Linked DNA regions of Sus scrofa: region 2 is linked to region 1. A link is a contact called in public targeted proximity ligation data. All regions are on one chromosome and are shown on one strand. The core of a region is the stretch at or near the end of the contact, and the rest is flanking DNA. Distances in the headings are between cores, read along the strand shown. Region 1 has its middle 57 kb from the start of CD69. Region 2 overlaps CLEC2D (C-type lectin domain family 2 member D).

Region 1 (2,794 bases), core at 119-2,618:
TCAGTGGGTTAAACATCCAGCATTGCTGTGTGCTGTGGTATAGGTCATAGATGTGGCTTGATCTGGTGTTGCTGTGAGCTGTTTTGTAGCCTGGCAGCTGCAGCTCCAATTTGACCCCTAGCCTAGGAACTTCCATATGCCGCAGGTGTGGCCCTAAAAAGACAAAAAAAAAAGTCATTGGTAAAGTTTCTCGTAAGATAAAGGAAAATTAAATAAAGACATTTATGTGGTATAGAGGTATAGAGGATCTTTGGGAAAACTTTTTTTAAGAAACGATGTAGCTATAGTTTGAAGAGTCCAGGCTCTGCATCAGGCCTCACGGATGCAGATTCTAGTGCTAAAGCTACGTGGATTAACTTGTTCTCTCTGCCACTCAAGTTTCCTCATCTGGGTGGGGCTAACAGCCCTCGGAGAGCATTGACTAACTTGTTCTCTGTGCCCCTCCATTTCCTCATCTATAAAATGGAGATAACAGCCCTCGGAGAGTGGTTTGAATGGTTGAAGGAGATAATGTCTCTGCAATATTTTACGTGCTCAATACGATCTCAAAAATCATATGAATTATTTAAATACATAATAGAAATCATAAAAATATTTATTTTCGTTAGTTCCAAATAGGTGAAAACTTCTCTCATCTCTTCCATTTCTTGCCTCCGATCATATGTGTGTATACATGATCAAACTACTTTGAATGAACCGGATTTTATCAGTGCCATTCATGTATTTGTTTGTTCAACACATATTTGTTAAAGCTGCATTTGTCAGGCATTCTACTAGAAGATGTAAATCCAAAGATGAAGAAAAAAAATCCCTGATACTTACACAGATAACTCAATCTTCATATGGTAAGTACAAGGATATAAGAATTCATAGTTACTGAATGGTCTGGAGATCAACCTTAGTTTTTACTCTACCTGACTGCCTAAATCATTGAGGAAGATTCTTAATAAGCCGAGATCCATGTAGGTACAGAAGGGACTCAGAGAATAATTGCACAAATAACGTGCAGAAATAAATGGAAAGTGTCTGATTTGTTTAAAGGTAAGACTTAGAGGATTTTTTTTCATGTTCTAAGTCATATATTCTTTTAATTCTCTTAAAATAAGCATGTACTGCTTTGAAAATCACCCATAGAAACGACTGAAGAGTTTTGTTAGTGTCTCCAACATAGAACTCTCAGCCACTCTGAACCATCACAGGCTGGGGAAATGCAGGAGGCCCAGACCATCAACGCTGAGAGTCCCGAAGTCTGATGGGCGCCCAAAGTGAAGGCACCACTGACAGGCTTCCGGCGCACCCTAAGCCGACCACAGAGCCCCGCCTCCAACATCTCCGAGTCCGCCGCCCTCCACTGCAACCCCTGCCCGGGTTTGGACAGTTGCTCAAACGCTGACAGCTCCCTCTAGTGGCAACGTTTGCTTTCTTTACACGTGGGGATTGAAGAAAAGGCAATTTGAAGATCAACAGGAAACACGCTAAAGACTAGCCTGGTTTTAATGAAAATGCAAGTGGCAGGGCAGCGCATGCAGTCTTCCGGATACTTGCTACTAAAGACCTATAGTGAGAACTATTGTAAAGATACAGGAACTGGGGAGGGAGGCAAAAAGGTGATGGTGATTGTCTGTTAATATTCTTTGCAAGGCCTAGATTAAAAACAAAGCATAGAAGTTAAAGTTAGATATATAAGTAAGGGGCAACTAAGAAGCAAGACCTTAAATGGTCTCTAGCATATCAAAACCAATTCTGCAAAATCAAATTTATTATTACCAAAGGGAAACATAGTGGGGAGGGATAAATTAGGAGTGTGAGATTAACCTATACACACTACTATGTGTGAAATAGATAACCAGCAACAACCTACCACATGGCACAGGGAACTAACTCTACTCAATACTCTTTAATAACCTATATGGGAAAAGAATCTGAAAAATAATGGATATATGTATGTGAATAACTGAATCACCTTGCTGCACACCCAATACCAAGACAACATTGTAAATCAACTGTACATGTTTTAAAAAATAAAGTTCTCGCAGATCCCGTTGTAACTCGTTGGTAATGGACCCTTCTAGTATCTATGAGGAAAAGGGTACCTTCCCTGGCCTAGCTCAGTGGGTTAAGGACCCAGCGTTCCTGTGAGCTGTGGTATAGGTCACAGATGTGGCTTGGGTCTGGCCTTGCTGTGGCTGTGGTGTAGGCCCAGAGCTGCAGCTCCGGGTCGACCCCTAGCATGGAACTCCCAAATGCCATAAGTGCAGCCCTAAGAATAAATAAATAAATAAATAAATAAATAAATGTTTTCTTTTTTATGTTGTCATAAGTCTTTAATGTTTTAAAGTAAAAGATACAGAGTCATGTATCTCAAATAGTTTACCAATTATGGGGGTGTAGTTTTCCAGAAATGGGGGAAGATTAAGGATGATTTATAATACAACCAAGATAAAGAATATATAAGCTTTGGGAGTTCCCGTTGTGGTGCAGTGGTTAACGAATCTGACTAGAAACCATGAGGTGGCGGGTTCGGTCCCTGCCCTTGCTCAGTGGGTTAACGATCCGGCGTTGCCGTGAGCTGTGGTGTAGGTTGCAGACGCGGCTTGGATCCCGCATTGCTGTGGCTCTGGCGTAGGCCAGTGACTACAGCTCCGATTCGACCCCTAGCCTGGGAACCTCCATATGCCACGGGAGCGGCCCAAAGAAATAGCAAAAAGACCAAAAAAAAAAGAATATATAAGCTTTGTTTTTAAAACCTCATAATAGATTTATATTTATAATATGAAACATGCTAAATATTTAT
Region 2 (2,700 bases), core at 73-2,572, 75 kb before region 1:
TTCATTTAGTAACCTGCACTAAAGTCTCTTTTATGTCTTTTCTTGACTTGAGAACTTTCTTTTTCCCTAAGTCCCTAATTATTCGGCCACTGTTTGGAGGTTCTACCATATGTTTAGCCATCACGGGCATCCTGGTTGCTTCCAAGTTTTGGCAGTCATGAATACAGCTGTGTAAACACATTTGCGCAGGTTTTGCATAAGCAGTCAGTTTTCAACTCACTTGGGTAAATGCCAAAAAGGGGGATTGTTGGATCATATAATAAGTACATCACTTTCTTAAGAAACCGCCACACTGTTTTCCAAAGAGTCATTTGCTTTTTATTATCAATACCTGGTGAAACTTCTAAATCACTTCAGGGATTAAAACAATCCACTAGAAAAAAAATGTTGTTGATCAAAGACTGATTTCTACAGTTACTGTCTTGTTTTCACAATATGTATATAAACTCTATTCCAACTAGATCAATCTCACTGTGGCCAGATCCTCAGCTTTGAAATCTAACCACCCCAAGAAAGTCCAAGAAAGGGTGGTGGATTCAGGAAACGGCATATTTAAGATCACTTAAAACTCAAAATGGAGTAACTATGGTTCAGGCATCTAAATGGAGTCAGATCGGTAGATGTGGTTTCAGACACATTCTTGCATTACTAAGAACTTGAATTTTCTGAACTGTATTAAACCCAAGAGCACCACCCCCCACTTTCAAAATAACACCTGCAAGCAGCTACCAGTTGCAAACTAAGTTTCAAAAAGCCTCTCCCCACCCAAGCAATCCTTATTTAGACAAGCACCCTTTCTTCTTACCAGTTCCTATGTTAATTCTGGACAATTTTGTGTAAACTTGCAGCTTTTTTGGCATTTATCAACTTCCCCCATTTTGTAGTCCCCTGGGACACAATTCATTGCTTCTCCATCTGTACCTCCTGCAGTCCTAACAACCACAAATGAATGCCTTTTGGGGGGGCCTCGACAAGGGTTTCTGTTCTTAGAAGTCTTGGTTATCACAGGTTAACTACAAAGAGACAGAGCCTTATCCTCCATCTCTGTTAGGCCAGAGCGGCTCCCAGACTTTGGAACCCTCTGCAGACTTTCTTCTACTTTGCCAGGGAGGGACCGAGTTTGGGAGAAAGGCTACACAGAGGGGTTCTTTTTGACCCACTGTCAGTTCTCCTCCCCACTCCCAAGTCAGGCACTACCGGTCAGGGTAGGTTTCAGGGTCCAGAAGTGGGACTATGGAACCAAGCCCATGAACCCTGAATCACATCTGGTTTACCAGAGTTCAAGCTTTCTCTTCTGCTTCTCCTTCCGAGAAAAGAAATAGGAAGCAAAACCATGTGTCAAAGTACGCAGGGTGAGGCAGGTTGCTTCTGGACCCCTGGCAGCCAGTCTAGTGCTCCAGTCACTTCCTGGCATTCTGCAAACAGCTGCCTCCAGAGGGATGCAGGCTCCCAGGCCAGCGCAATTTTCGGAATTTGGAGGGCTGCTGGAGAGTGCATGGGGAGTGACAGTGGAGTTTGCAGTCCTAAGACCCTCCATCCCCACTCCACCGCCCCTGCTCCAATGCCTGGTCATGGTGAAGGAGGAACCGCCACTAAGAAGAGGAAGGCCTTGCCGGGTCTTTCCCAATGTGGGGGTGAGCGTCCAGGCTAAACAGGCAATTTCCAAAAACCCAACTTGATTTCACTCCAGCTGCCTGGGGCCCTGACCCGCTCTCTTCACTGGAGTGATGGGTGGGAGATTCCTTAGGACAGGTCCTGTGGTCTGGGGATAAAGGCTTGGGAAAGGCTGCAGGTTCAGCAGGCCTTACCTAGTGACTTGGTTCAGGGTCTCTCCCTCTTTTTATGTCTCAGACCACCCTGCCCCCACATCGCTATTTTAATTGGAAAGTAGAGATCCATTTGGAACTGGCCTGAGTCTCTTCTCCCTGCCCCCCCGCCCCTACTCAGCCCCATTTCTAGGAATACAAACGTTCCGGGGAGACTTGTCTTTAGACTCGGTCTGAATATCTTGAAGCAGCCTCTGGCAGAATAAGCAAGTATTTTAAAAAAAAGGAAGTTCCCTTCCGTTTCCTGTGGGTTAGGTGTACCAATGTTTTTGTAATATACTGCTCTTATTAACTGAAATTTCAGAAATGGAGATTGATTTGAGATAAAGAGGCATTTATCAGGAACGGGTAGTTAGAGCTGTGGCTCAGAGACTCAGATTCAGGAAGCACTGGAATTGTCTACCAGGCTACAAAATGGAGGTTGGTTATGACAGCAAAAACATGCAATGCCATATTTTTGTAATGTAAATATATCTGTTAAGAATTTAATTCTGGAGCTGGCCAGAAGCAGGGGTGCTTGTTAAGCAATGATTGGTTACATTGGTAATAGTAGTTGCATAACTACAAGGCGGGGCCTTGAGCTCAAAAGTTGGTAACTGTTGCACTATCTTTGGATCTGGTACAACACAAAGTTCAAATTCTGCAGTTCTAAAACCAGATCCTCAGTGGCCTTGTAGCTCCATTTTTGTACTTGGAACTGTGGGTATTCCATTATAGTTTCAATTTGTCATCATGCTCAGCAACGTCAGGGTTTTCTTGGTACTATATAAACATGATCTTTTAAAATGTCCATCTCTTAAATAGACACCAAAGCAGACAGCTACCTTGCCTGGGCCATTCTGGAACATCCATCCAGCCCTGTCTTACAAGACAC

What was found.
Region 2: a contact with region 1 is called in a targeted proximity ligation map of alveolar macrophages. A contact is called at or near these places in 14 of 47 Hi-C or Micro-C datasets (alveolar macrophages, blood, heart right ventricle and 3 more) and 2 of 2 datasets of targeted methods (alveolar macrophages and skeletal muscle).

The regions. Positions count from the first base shown.
Region 1 is chr5:62,133,900-62,136,693 of Sscrofa11.1, reverse strand. It overlaps the pseudogene LOC100624127. Among named protein-coding and RNA genes, the nearest start is that of CD69, 57 kb to the right of the region's middle.
Region 2 is chr5:62,208,458-62,211,157 of Sscrofa11.1, reverse strand. The region is part of intron 2 of CLEC2D (C-type lectin domain family 2 member D); the gene reads left to right. Among named protein-coding and RNA genes, the nearest start is that of CLEC2D, 18 kb to the left of the region's middle.